Regions from separate parts of the Mus musculus genome. Here region 2 is linked to region 1. Evidence: chromatin contacts called from public HiChIP or PLAC-seq data. All regions are on one chromosome and are shown on one strand. Each heading gives the region's core, a stretch centred on a gene start, on an enhancer-like site or on the middle of the called end of the contact. The rest is flanking DNA. Distances are from core to core; before and after follow the strand shown. Region 1 has its middle 20 kb from the start of Mcu. Region 2 holds the start of Micu1 (mitochondrial calcium uptake 1).

Region 1 (7,224 bases), core at 2,449-4,948:
TGTGACCCCTGTGAAAGGGTCAGTTGAGAACTGCTGTTGTAAATGAAGAGGAGGGGAATGAAAATAGGGGGAAAGAGAGGAAGAACGTGAAACCATGTGGCATCCTAAAATGTTATTCGTTTACTTAAAAGCAGGGATGCTATATTAAAGAGTTCTCATTATTGGCAAATGTGTCATCAGAAGAAAAATACAAAGAAATAGTCTTTAGTTTTTTAGTTTGGAGCCTACTTTTCTGAGACAGGAGCTCACTTTAGCCCAGGCTAACCTGGAATTCACTTTGCATCTGAGGAAGGCCTCAAACTCATAGTAATCCTCCTGCCTCTAACTATCAAATACTGGTATTACAGATTTGAGGTGTCATATCCTGAGAAATTGCCTGGTAAAGGGACCATGCAAAGCCCCTTGGTTTCTGAATTTTGACTGGACTCATTCAGTGGCACTTACAGGGTTGGCCACAGATGTCTTAAACATAAAACAATAAATGCCCACACCCTGTTCTCTTCTATTTATTTCCCATTTCTCCTGGTCTATTTTAAGAACTTGGAATGGACCATATTACCCTTGAGACTGGCACATTGGGCTCATCAGCCCACTGAAGCCCTGAGCTTCACTAAGCTCGCTGACTCACACCCTCCATGCACAAAGGCAACAGCCGTGAACTTTTAGTGTCTTTCTCTTCCCCTGACTCCTAATGAACTTCAGCTAACCAAGATCCTTTTCTATGACGCAAACAAATATTGAAGTAGATGAAATGGCAATGTTGAAAAAAATTCGATTTGAGATTTTCTTTAGGTAAGCCAAAAAGAATCATTCTGTCTGCCTCTAAGGGAACATTGACTGAACTGATATTAGGTAGAAGAGCCTTATAGCATTACAGCAATGGTGATTTTATGAAATTCAGCGATTCCATCCTGCAGCTCAGTGGTAAGGAATGTGGAGGCTTACACTGTCTTCAGGTCTAATGCTGGCTCATAATCACCAGCCTCATCACCTTCTATAATAGATTTTTTTAAAATCTCTCTAAAATGTTACTATGTAAAGAGAAATGTCCTTTTATTTTATACATTTCTATTTTATATATATTTGTTTATGTTATTGTATATATAGCCTTTTTATTTTATACATATTATATAAATTACATATTATATTACAATTATATTGGATATATCCTTTTTATTTTATACATTTTTATTTTAAAAATATATTTATTTTATTTTATATATCTATTTATATATAATTTATATAATTATAATATATTATTTATAAATTTTATTATTTGTATAAGATATATAATGTTATATATATATGTATGTATAATCATATATATGTATATATAACATATGTAATATATTATATGTACATATTCTATACTTTTTATTATAGAATTATTTTCACTAGCATTTTTAGGTACCTCGTGGTCTCTGAGTTTTGGCCAAATCAATTCTATTTGGAAAAGATATATTTATATTTATCTTTTATATTTATAAAATATAAAAGTTTATATTGCCACTGTCTCCAAAGGGTCTACAGAAAAAATATAGGTGGAGGAGATGCTTAAAGAAAACCAAGTCGATCCACGGGGTTGTTTGGTGGTTGAAAATTCTCCTCATGATGTGAATCATTGTTCCTAATCAAGAAGCAGTTTACTAATTCAGAGCATCTATACCATGTTAACTAGATAGCAAATACCTGGGCTGACAGCTGAGGATATCACTCAGTTGATCCTAGTTATGCCAGGATTTCTGCAAAGTGCTAAAGAAAGGTACGTAGGCAGCCAGGAATCTTGATCTCTAACAACAGCTGGCAGGTTGCCTCTAATCCGTTTAATTCTGTGTTTATGTCAAACCTGAATTTTGTTGGAATTTTCATGTATCTTATAGAGACAACAGAAGACTTGACAGATAAGTCATCTCCTATCCAATTGCTGAAAGAAGTGTTTATCCTTATAATGAACCATTTTAATTTGTTTTAAACACAGCATTTCATTGTATTATCTAGGCTGGCCTCAAACTGGACTTAAACATTCTTCCTGCATTGGCCTTCAAAGTAGCTGTGACTGCAGGCTCACACCACCACATATTTTAAGTTTGGGGTTACTTATTTTGAGACAGGATCTTACTGGGTAGCCCAAGCTACCTTTGAACTTGCTATGTAGCACAGGATAATTTTGAACTTGGGATTCATTTGCCTCTGCCTGCCACGAGCTGGAATTAAAGGCAAAGACGATTACTGTCTTAGTTAGGGTTTGACTGCTGTGAACAGATACCATGACCACGGCAACTCTTATAAGAGCAACATTTCACTGGGGCTGGCTTACAGGTTCAGTGGTTCAGTCCATTATCATCAAGGCAGGAACAAGGCAGCATCCAAGCAGGCATGGTGCAGGAGGAGCTGAGAGTTCTATATCTTCATCTAAAGACTGTTAGTGAAAGACTGACTTCCAGGCAGCTGGCATGAGGGTCTTAAAGCCCAGTCCCACAGTGGCACACCTATTCCAACAAGGCCACACCTACTCCAACAAGGCCACACCTCCAAATAGTGCCACTCCCTAGGCCAAGCATATTCAAACCATGACGATTACTATTACACTTGGCTTTTGATTAAGTTTTGGAGATGATAAGGAAAATGCATTTTGTAATAAATCTGTTACAGATCCAAAATCAGTCCCAAAGCTCTACTCAGAGATGTTGCTCAGTGGTAGAGCTTTAGATGTATAAGGAGCCCTGGTGTTTCCCTAATAGCAAATAATAATAATATAGAATAATAAGAATCCAGGCGTGGTTTTGCCTACCTGTAATTCTAGCACTTGAAACACAAGAGGATCATGACCCCAAGGCCTGCCTGGTCTATATAATGAGATCCTTTTGCTCTCTCAAAAGAGAAAAAGGATTCAAAGCTCAGACACAGACACAAATCATGTTTCTAAAAAGTAACCCAAGGTACAAAGAAGGCAGCCAAGTAAGACTTAAGGTACAGGGCTGGGCTGGGAGCTGACAGGGATCTTAGCAGGCATGTCAGAACTGTGGGTGCCTGGCAACAATGTTAGGGATTAGTAACCAGGAGACCAGAGTTGAAAACCAGACACTGCGGTTACATTGGTTACAAATGTACCCATGATCAACCTTGCAACTGCTTGATGACATATTTTTATTCCTTCATAAAAAAATATATATATATATATGGCAATTAACATATCAAAGAGTATCCGGGGATCTTAGACACTGAGGAATACTTAGTGAATAATACAGACAAAGACTTTGTGTAGTTTATATTCTATTTGGGGTTGGGATGGGAGGAATCTATCAACAAGTAAAGCACAGAGTAAGTTAATAGAAATGAGTCTATGTAAAAAATCCAAGTGGAAAATTCTGTGGGTAATAAGTGGAAATACAATTTTTATTCCTTTGCCTGTTTTTGAGACAGAGTCTCACTGTGTAGCCCGGCTCTCCTGGAACTCACTCTGTAGACCAAACTGGCCTCGAACTCAGGGATCTGCCTGCCTGCCTGCCTGCCTGCCTGCCTGCCTGCCTGCCTGCCTGCCTGCCCAATACTAGGATTAAAGGCGAACTCCACCACTGCCTTTTTAAACAATGTTCTGAGGAAAATGTTCTCTGGGAAGACGGTAAGGAAGAGCGGGGCAGGGCTGGCCAACTCAGCAGTGAAGTGCTGAGCTAGCCAATGAAAAGCCTCAGAGCTACAGGAAAAAGAAAAGAAACGAAACGAAAACCAAGCGTGTCAGTCATGACGGTCTTCTGGAGAAGACTACATATACTACATGGGACTCAGACTCTGCTGAGGTGTTCCTGCAGGGACCAGGGAGGACCAGGGAGGAACACAGGTAGTTGAGCGGCTTGAGCAGAGTGGTAGGTAAGGTCAGAAAAGTGGGGAGATTTGTCAATGATGTTGGGGTCCCTGGACCACTGTAACGATTTCCGGCTTTCACTTGGAGTGAGGTACGAGGCTGTCCGAAAATACTACACAGAAAGAAAGCACATATTGCAAGTTAAAAGGACCCTCCTGCTTTCTGCTTTCTGCTTTCTGCTTTCTGCGCATGTGCTCATGGTGCAAGGGTATAAGCAGGACCATTTTCTCAGGACAAAAGAATAACAGTTTGCACAGGCTGGGGGTGATGGAGAAAGAGAAGTGATGGAACCTGGATGTTGTTGGGAAGTGGAGCCATCAGGATGTGGCAAACATCTGGAACGATGGAATGAAATGACATGAGAGCAAGGGGCAGTCAAGTACAGCCTAGAAACCTAGAGAGAGCGGGAGGGGGAGGGAAAGAGGGAGGAAAAGAGAGAGAGAGATGTTTTTTTATCGAAATGGGGAGGAAAATGAGAAGGTTCTTAATCTTGCTTGAGGCACAACACCAGACACATTGCAGTCTTCGTGTTTGCTGTTAACCTAATCAAAATCAGTGTCTGTGTATTTGGGTCAAGAGTTGCTTTAGATAAAAAAGAAAAATAAATAAATAAATAAAATGACTTGTTAGCTTCCAGACTAAGCTTTTGTTTCAGACTCTGAGATAAATTTAAATCCAGTGATGTGCTACAGATGGTTTTACTCAAGAGCCAGGCTATTGGAAAAGCACTGGAGAAACTTAATACTTCTTAGGCATTACATCATCTGGATTTACAGGTGGGAAAGTACACTAGAAACAGAGGAGAACATACTTAAAAAACTCATTACTTATTTCCTACATTTCACTATGGTCTGGCTTCTGAAGCAACGTCCCAGAATGTGTCTGTGCAGTATAGTACGTACTGCCCCCGTGCCTCCCCTTCCAACAAGGCGCTGATTTCTGCGGCCATAAAAATAATGCTTAAAAATACTTAAGCCAAGTAATTATGCTCACTGTGAAGTTTTACCGAACTAGGGACATCATTTAAAAGAAAAGACAAAAAAAAAGGACTGAAACTTTAAAACTGAGCCAGTGAACACCAGTGCTAGATGTCAGGGGCTCTTACTGGGCCAGGAGACAGGGACTTAAGATGCAGGGACTGACAAATGCTAAACATTAGAGTGTGAGCAAGCTGGCCGTGTCTTATAAATACATGCAGGGATAACAGCATTACATTGTACTTCTCTTGCAGGTCTCCCCCTCTAGACAGCAAGGGTTGGGAACTAAAAAAAAAAACCTGAGTAGAACCTGCAGGAATTCCACACAGCTAAATGCTTTACATACTGATCCAGTTAGGAACTGCTAAGAGAGATGAGCATCCCACGTTCAATCAATGCTTTATAGGATTAAGCCTGAACCAAATCACCAGCCGTTAACAGGATAGACTAGTGGCTTCGGACTGCTTCTTTGTATATTTGGTATTATGGCCAAGATGAGGAGAAACGGGCTAGTCAATGCCGGTGAGACACTCATCGGCAGGCTTCTTTAAAAAGAGATGTCAAAGACTCTAAAGACATTGGTTACTTCAGTGAGGCGGCTAGAAAAACAACTGCAGTTTGTTGCTTTAATGTTACAAGAAAGGCAGCTGGGATCCAGAGAATAGTTGCGGGTTCCTGAGGGAAAGAAAGGGAATGAGTCATTTTGTTGGAGTGTGAAAAATAAAAAAATTGGAATGTGTCTTAAGGTCCTGGCCAAGACCCAGTGGACGATAACAGAGAGCGCAGCATTTAGTGCTCTGGTATTTCACTGTTAGGTATGCATATCAGAGCTGAGGGTGTAGCCCCATAGACAGCCTGCTTGCCTAGCACCTGTACGGCCATGGGTTCAACTCCTCAGCATCTTGTGTACTGGAGTAGTAGGACACATCTATACTCCTAACACTTGGATGGCGTACAAGCTGCTTTTGTTTGTCAACTTGACCAAGCTGAAGTCAACAGAGAAAGGAGCTTCAGCCAAGGAAATGCCTCTATGAGATCCAGTTCTAAAGCATTTTCTCAATTAGCAATCAATACAGGAGGGCCCAGTCCACTGTGGGCAGTACCACCCCTGGGCTGGTGGTCCTGAGTTTGATAAGAAAGTAGGCTAAGCAAGCCATGAGGAGCAAGCCAGTAAGCAGCATCCTCTATGGCCTCTGCATCAGCTTCTGCCTCCAGGTTCCTACCCTGTTTGAATCCCTGTCTTGACTTCCTCCAGGGATGAACTATGATCTGGAAGTGTTAGACTCTGAATAAACCCTTTCCTCCCCAACTTGCTTTTTTGGTTTTTTTTTTTTTTTTTTTTGGTTTTTTGTTTTTTTGGTGTTTCGTCACAGCAGTTCCAAACCCAACTATGACAGATGATCAAACATAGTGAGTTTGAGGCCACCCTGGGCTACATGAGAGCCTACAAAACAAAACAAAACAAAAAAAAGTACTCAGTGTTCTGTGGTTTCAGGAGCCTGAAACAAGAGGATCTGGTGTTCAAAGCCAATCCGGGATATATGGAGAGACTCTGTCTCAAAACTATACAAATGAGATATATTGTCCACAAGCATGGCAGTTACAACAAAGAAAAGCTGAACTTGACGAAAGAGGCAATGAGAAAAACTCCATTCTTGATCTGCAACTTTCTCCAGTCTTCCCCATTTTAAGGATTCCTGAGTGGTGCTAAAAACCATACTTCCCATTTTACTTGGATAGATTCATTCTCTAGCTCCCATCCTTGCTTACTGGCTTTTGATTTTGAACTTTCAATGTCTTTGTACTTTTCACATGTATCAGGATGCAAAGCTCTCTCCCCTGTCGCTCCGGTGCCACCATGGCGCCATTCTCCTCCTTCCTCTCCGCGATAATAACGAGCTGCAACTGTAAGCGAGCCCCTACTTAAATGCTTTCTTTTATAAAAGTTGCTTTTGGTCACAGTGTCTCTTCGCAGCAATTTGAAGTTGAGCGTGTACCAAGTGTTCCTGTCCACCGTTTTAACCTCTGGAACAAATATTCATGACCCTAAGTGGAGCACGACAAGAAATCTTTTCTTCTTCAACTCTGACCTTAAGTTGAGACCACTCAGGACTGCACCTGCCTCTAAAGTGAGGTTGTTTAGGCTTCTCACACTAAATCTTCCTGTTTCCTTTGTTTGGAGGGCAGGGCGGGCATTGCTTTAGAAATGGCCTCTGTGCTCTCCTTAACTCCTGCAGGTACCAAATCTTCCTCCACACCTATACTCCTTGACCACGCTTGTTTTTGTCTTTGTGTTCGCCAAGATTTGCTGAGCCAGTTGATTTGATTGTGTTACCAAAACCTGCTTTTCTTTTCCTTTGAGGTCTTTTTGCTTTCTTGCTTTAT
Region 2 (7,224 bases), core at 2,682-5,181, 66 kb after region 1:
GTACAGGAAACCTCTGACTATCATGTACTCAAATTTATCCATTTTGAACATTTCAATGTATTGGTTTTATCCCTCTGTCTAGCTATTTTCTTTCTTCTAACTCTTCTGAGAATAGCTTGTGTAAGTCATGCTCTTATGCCTGCTCGCACGTCAGGTTAAATTGCTAAGACAGATACTTGCTCCTATATGTAGTCACACAATTATCAAATGTGGGGTCTATGTTTATCTAATCTATGGCCCATAGTTCAATTGCTTCAATTGTTCCAATTAACTTTTTATAAGATTTCAACTTAGGGTCATGTCCTAAGTCCAGTGGTCAAGTCCTTTCTGATCAGTAAAGCTGAGCACTTCGCCTTTTGTTTTCCTTTCATTAAAAAAAACAGTAGCTTCTCCGAAACGTTTACTTACCCCACCTGGTATCCCTTGACTCTCGCTCTGTCTTTGCCGTGCTTGGTGCAAACTGTTGGTTTGGTTGGTTTGTGGTTGTTTTATTTTGTTTCCTGTCTGCTGCCTTTGTATTTATTGTGGGGACCTCGTGTTAAGGGAGGTCTCTTCCATCTATTTGTGTATCCCCCGCTCCCTCATTACTAAAGACTCGTGGAGTCTTGTTTTATTCAGTGGATTACAGCCTGTCTTAGTTACCATTTCACTGCTCTGAACAGACACCATGATCAAGGCAATTCCTTTTTTTTTTTTTTTTTTTTTTTTTTGGTTTTTCGAGACAGGGTTTTTCTGTGTAGCCCTGGCACTCACTCTGTAGACCAGGTTAGCCACGAACTCAGAAATTCGTCTGCCTCTGCCTCCCAAGTGCTGGGATTAAAGGCGTGCGCCACCATGCCTGGCTCCAAGGCAACTGTTATAAAGGACATTTAATTGGAGCTGGCTTACAGGTTCAGAGGTTCAGTCCATTATCATTAAGGCAGGAAGATGGCAGCATCCAGGCAGGCATGGTGCAGAAGCTGAGAGTTCATCATCTCCGTCTGAAGGCTGCTAATGGAAGACTGGCTTCCAGATAGCTTTTAAGACCCCCCATGAGGGTCTTAAAGCCCACGCCCACAGTGACACACCTTTTCCAACAAGACCACGCCCATCCCCAACAAGGCCACACCCAATCCCTCAAGGCCACACCTCCAAATAGTGCCACTCTCTGGACTGAGCTTATAGGAACCATCGAACCAGCACATTGTTCTCCCTTTAATTCTCCCATAGTCCCACAGTTGGCCATCTCGAAGCCCTTCAAGTTTTTGGCATGCACCTTTTAATTTCCTGGGTACAGCCAGACTTTCTAACACAAGATGTTCCAGATCCTCTTGGACCTTTCTGCCCTCGCCCTGAATTCAACCATTTCTCCATGAACGCCGGCTTCCTTTTATAAAAGTGGAAAAAAATGGATTTAGGACTCAAAATAGGAGAAGCGATTCTTTGATTTTGTAGTTACCTTCAACTACAATGAAAAAGAATAGATTTAAAATTTTTATGTATCGTTGATTCAGCTGGTCTTCCTTGCTTCATTTGTGATAGATAAAAAGAAAGGAATATTTAAGGTTTAAAAAATTTTTTTTCTTACTTATTTGAATATAATTATTTCTGGCCATAATTATCAGGAAAGAACATACACACTACAATAGCAACTAAGAACTTAACTTCTAAATGATACTGGACTATACTAGTTCCTCAACAAGAATCTGTGGGGTGGCAAACAGCTCAATTCTAGAGGGCTTCCTAGACTGTACAAAGTTCGGTGTTCAGTCTCCAGCACTACAGAAGAGAGAGGAAAGCTTTGGAAATCTGCATAGGTTTTTAAAGACTATAATTTATAAAACTCTGAAGATAGATATAATGAAGGATGGGGAGTCTATTTTGAATTCATTTGAAAGAATTGAATGGAAGGCTTATGAAATGACACTCCAGTCACTCAGATGCCTGTCTCAGGAGAGATTCACTTTTCACTGTGGTGTAATAAGTTGAGCCTGCTGTGGTCACACCTGGAATTGCTACTTTTATGTATGTGATAAAAATAGGTAACTAGGAAATGCTTGAAAGCATGTCAATTAATATGTTGGCCCAACTGAAAGAGAAAAAAAACTTCTCTCTCTCTCTCTCTCTCTCTCTCTCTCTCACACACACACACACACACACACACACACACACACACACACACACACACAAAATAGCGCAGGATTTCTAGTATAATGTACTTTTGCTATACTGAAGACAAAATAGAGATATTTTATTCTGTGGCATGGAGGGGAAAAAAAGACCCAAATCCATTTCTTTTCCCATTCAACACCTACATGGAAATCACATGGGACTATGAAGATCCAGATTTCTGAGCACCGTTCTAGTCCAGTGAGTGTATCTTAGGATCCAGGAATCTGTGTTATTTTACCCTGAGCCAGGCATAGTAGTGCATGCCCACAACCCCTGCACTTTGGAGGCCAAGGCAGGAGGATTACCATGAGTTTGAGAACAGCATGGGTACCCTAGCCTATATAAAAAGAACTGTCTCAAATAAAAACCTAAACCAAAAATCTCTCCAGTTAAGTGTGAGGCATTTGATTATCAACATGGCATGGGAACTACTGGTGTGGGGCAGGGGAGGGATACCTGGATATTTCTTCTTATATTTATTTACATATTATTATGTGTGTGAGTATGTGTGTGGGGTGACACATTTGCTATGGTACATGGATGGAGGTAAGGGAAAAATTTGCTATTTATGTAGCTGAGGACAACCTAAAGACAATTCCTGATCCTCCTGCCTCCGTCTCTACAGGGGTTATAGTCATATACCAACATGCCCAACTTAATCATTGTCTTCCTTGATCTTGATGGATTTTTATGTTTGGCTTGGTTTTTCAGACAGGATCTTATAGAGCCCACACTAGCCTCAAACTCACTATGTAACTAAGTATGGCTTTGAACTCCTGATCCTACTGCCTCTATCTCTCAGATTCTGGGATTACAGTTCTATGCCACCACATCTGGCTGAAAATTTTATTCAACAATTTATATATTGATGATTTTTTTTCTCTTTTCCTTATTCAAATAAAGAGTTAATTTATCCCGTGAGCCTCCAAAGTGTTCTATGGTATTTACGATGCAATGTGAAATTTACAAGTTTCAGAGATAACAAGATGTGTGTCCCAAGAGAAGACTTTTATTCGCTCTTTTCTCCTTCCCTTTTTTCATGTATGTATGTATGTATGTATGTATGTATGTATGTATGCATGCAGGTATGTGTGTTCCGCAGCATGGTTCTGAAGGTTAGGAGACAACTTGCATCAGTCAGTTCTCTCCTTCCACCATAAGTGTCCTGGGACTCAAATACGGGTTATCTGGTTTGGTAGTAAGAGCCCTTACCTGCTGAGCTCCTCTGTTTCATAATTTGACACAGGTCTAAGTAAACCACACTAGCCTCTAAGTTCCAAGTGTTGGGAGACTAGCGGGGACTTCCTGGAAGGAGTGAACGTGGAGAACTGGAGGTGGATAAGATTAAGATACATTATATCTTACGAAACTGTCAAAGAATAAATAAAAGATGTTCCTAAAATAAAACCAGTGTGAGCCTCTAGACTGGTGGGAAGAACCTCGTTATCAATTTCCCACTTACGGAAGAGCAGGGTTTAACTAGAAAGAGGCACAGGAGAGGTGGACTTTGACAGCAGAGAAACAAAATCAGCAATGGAATGCAGGAGGGATTTTGCAAATCTGCCGGCATTCCCGCCTAAACAGCGAGGGCGTGGCACCGACGTGTGGGCGGGGCTGAGGACAGGGCGGGCCCCCAGGCGAGGGCGGAGTCTTGACTCGGGGCGGGATCCGAAGTGTGGGCGGGCCCCAGAGAAGGGCGGGGTTGCCTCTCCGCCCCGCCCCATTTTCCCCAACTCGGTTCCTCCCTGCTACGTTTCATCAAGATCCCGGCAGGCCCAGCGGCTAAGGGAGTCACGTGAGAGTGGGCGGAGGACGCAGAGCGGGGCTCCCCGGCATTTGCGTCTCTATGGTTGTCAGAGGTGGGCGGCATTCTCCGAGTTGCTGCTAAAGCTGGAGCGCGGACGGGTGAGTGTGAGGAATCTGATCGCCTGGAGGCGAGTTTAGGGGAGGGGAAGTCGGCGCATTTTGGGGACGAGCCTTTCGTGTGGCTCTGAGATCCGGCCACTTTTCAGGTCCGCCAGGGACTGCTGCTGTCTTGGTGATGCTGTTGGTGATATGCTGAGGGGACTCTCGGTCCTCCGCTCCCTTCACCCTATCACCCCTTATCCCTGTCAGGGAGAACTTGTAGTGCCCGGCTTCTAGCCTCAGAGTGCATCCTCTCCACCTGCGGCCAGGACACACTAGTTCTCCCGGAATTCGTGGATGTGGTCAGAAGTAGATGGAGGAGTTTAGAGCTGTGACAGAAAGATAGATAAATACATGTATTGGGGATAGAGAAGATGGGGCGGGGGGATCATTGGCCTTTTAGAAAAGCAAAACAAACTGCAGACTTCTCGGACTGTTCCGTTTTTTATCCTCACCAGCAACTTCGCGTTCTCATTCTCCCTTTCTCTGTCTGTGCCCAGTCCCAGTCGGGGCTACCCACACGATGTTTCGAGAATGAGCCAGGTATTACTGATTATGTGGGATGCTAGAAGAAGAGTTTAAGGCGGACTGTGTTTTATAATAAGTTGTCACCTTTATAAATCCGAGGTTTTGTCTACAGTCCCTTTCAGGTGCTTGAAGTGCAAATATTTGTGCATGTAAATAAATAATTAAGATTAAATAATTTTCTTCCTGAGACATTTTGGAAAGACCTATTTTTTTCCCGCTTGTTTATAAATACATGTTTTGATCCACTTCTGGGATGACTCCCTTAATAAACCTCTGTTTACTTTAAAGCAGTCAGTAGGGTCAGACAGGGAGGTGATTTAACAGCATTAGAAAGGAGTGTGTGCTGGAGATGAAACACATCTGTTGGGGAGTTTAGGTTTCACTGATTGTCAGCCTTTGAGACATAACAAACAGTTGGCGGACTCGACCATCCTGAATGTTTGCCGGTGTGGACAATGTGATGCTTGTTTAGAATCTTATCCTAAAGAGTTTAGAATGCCACTTATCCGGGAAGATGTTCTGGCCACCAGTTACTTTGTTTTGTTTGAATTCTTTTTTGTTCTGTTTTTTTTTTTTGAGGTAGGTTCCCCACCCCCATCACTAGGTTTGGCCTTAAAGTCTGAATCTTTCTGTCTCTGCCAACTGAATGGTGGGTGGGATTACAGGCCTGCCCAGACCTTACAGACTTCAATGGGTTCGGTCCCCACTTCTCATCAATCTTTGATTCTGTTTTGCTTAAAGACATCACCCTGGCTACCTACTGATGCCAAGAAAGAGTCATCAACACCTAAGTATCCGCACAGGGGTCATAACATTCAAAATAATATTAGCAGAAAGTGAAGATTCTGGAATGGCTGGTGTGCCTGGAGAGAATGATAGGAGCCAATGATAAAGCCAATTCTGGTAAAAGCAAGAGCATCACTGCCTTTATTATAGTTTCATGGAGTGGTTACTGTATTCAGTAAATCCATCCATCCATCTGTCCGTCTGTCTGTCCATCCACCCATCTATTGATACAGTGTTTCACTGTGTTGCCCAAGCTGGCCTTGAACTCCTAGGTATAAACACCCTGCCTCAGGCTCTGTAACTTGCTTTCTTATGCTTAGAGGAAAAAAAAACTAATAATACATAATTCCTCATGTAATTGAATATCACATGAAATAATTATAACCGTTATATTTAACTGAACAACTACTTTAGACCTTTGTAGTCATTTTAAAGACTCAAGTAATTAATGATGCTCTCCCCGCCAACCCCCACAGTTGGCTGAATATTTAATGGCAGTCTTCTGCCTCAGGCTCCTGAGTGCTGGGATTATAGGCATGTGCCACCAGGCTGGCAGTAAAGCCATATATATGTATGTATATTATATGTATGTATATACACACACACATATATATACACACATACATATACACACACATACACACAACATATATACATACAACATATATATGTATATATATGTTTACTTTTAAACTGCAAAGTTAGTTTTAGCTCTTGAACAGTTTCAACAGTATTGAAAGCACAAGCTAAATACTCTCCATTTTCCCCCAAAGAGTTATCTGGTATACTTCCTTTTATATAAAAGTACTTTTTAAAAAAAAGGTTTACCACAATATCCCCCCAACTTCTAATAGAAAGAGCTTCCTTTGATGCCAAAAAAGGGAGTGGATTCCTTTCCAGGTGCTCTGATTTAGTGTTTCATGAGGGGAAAAAATGTTAATTCTTTAAAAACACTAAATGTTACTCTCTGGGCATGTGTTAGACACCTGAGAAGTATCTTGAAATGGTTTTGTTTCTTCTTATAAAAACAGTGTGTCCTGTTCAAAAGTGGGAACATTACAAAACCTGTAACATTGGGCTGAGTGTGGCGGTGCAGGTCTTTAATCTGAGCTCTCCAGAGGCAGAGGCTGTCAGACGTCTTTTGAGTTCCACACCATCCTGGTCCACATAGTGAATTTCAGGCCATCCAGCGCTACATAGTAACACCATGTCTCAAAAAAAAAAAAAAAAAAATTCACCCACCCACCTACCAAGTCAAGGTTATTACTAATCTCCAGAATCATTTCCTTTTGGGGAGATGTAATTGGGAATTCTGGGAAAATAATTGAAACTTGGCCTCATACTCCTTAGGAAAGGCTTGCACCCCAGAAGAGCTCCTCATGTCCTCTATATATCTAGCACGTTTCTGTGCGGTGCCTCACTGGCCAGCAATGCCAGCTTGTGCCTCTGTTTATCCTGGAGGTTTTCCCTGCTGCCAGGGAGATAGAAAGCTCTTTGTGGCCAGGCTTGGGTTTCTTACCATGGACTAGGAGAAAGGAAAACATGGTCTCACCCCACACACATTAATGGGGTGGGGGGAGAGGGGAACATTTGGTTTCTAAAGGAAAACAATTGCGGTGTTCGATCCTGCTGAAGGGAGGTCGGTTGTATGAAGGCGGAAACAATAGATATTTACAAGTATTTGTATTCTAACTGAAGAGGTCTTCTTTTCCTTTGAGATATAAATTACTTATATTTGTAGTCTGGGCGTTGACGTCTGCTTTTTAAAATATCTATTATTAATAAAATTTGAATTTTGAGCCCTTCCTTTGCATAGGTGTGTATTGTTGTTACAGGTGTGGTGTCTTGGCTCTG

What was found. HiChIP or PLAC-seq counts read pairs in DNA pulled down with a chosen protein or histone mark.
Region 2: a contact with region 1 is called in an H3K4me3 HiChIP or PLAC-seq map of bone marrow-derived macrophages, with 4 times the contacts expected there. The contact joins the promoter of Micu1 here to the enhancer-like site in region 1. A contact is called at or near these places in 7 of 39 promoter capture datasets (the 3T3-L1 cell line, 3T3-L1-derived adipocytes, frontonasal cranial neural crest and 3 more), 1 of 15 datasets of contacts at CTCF or cohesin (pro-B cells), 40 of 484 Hi-C or Micro-C datasets (B cells, the C3H10T1/2 cell line, CD4 T cells and 28 more), 16 of 115 datasets of contacts at active chromatin or transcription factors (CD4 single positive thymocytes, the SCID.adh cell line, bone marrow-derived dendritic cells and 12 more) and 2 of 9 other capture datasets (adipose tissue and liver).

What each region holds. Positions count from the first base shown.
Region 1 is chr10:59,633,208-59,640,431 of GRCm38.p6, forward strand. No RefSeq gene overlaps it. Among named protein-coding and RNA genes, the nearest start is that of Mcu, 20 kb to the left of the region's middle. Within about 2 kb of position 3,699, at least 158 of the 459 cell types and tissues checked have an H3K27ac peak or open chromatin away from gene starts, as enhancers often do. A contact at or near this core is called in B cells, CD4 single positive thymocytes, the SCID.adh cell line and 19 more, where this site is marked.
Region 2 is chr10:59,698,632-59,705,855 of GRCm38.p6, forward strand. It overlaps Micu1 (mitochondrial calcium uptake 1), which reads left to right and starts at 3,932. Exons shown (of 12, transcript NM_144822.3): 1 at 3,932-4,056.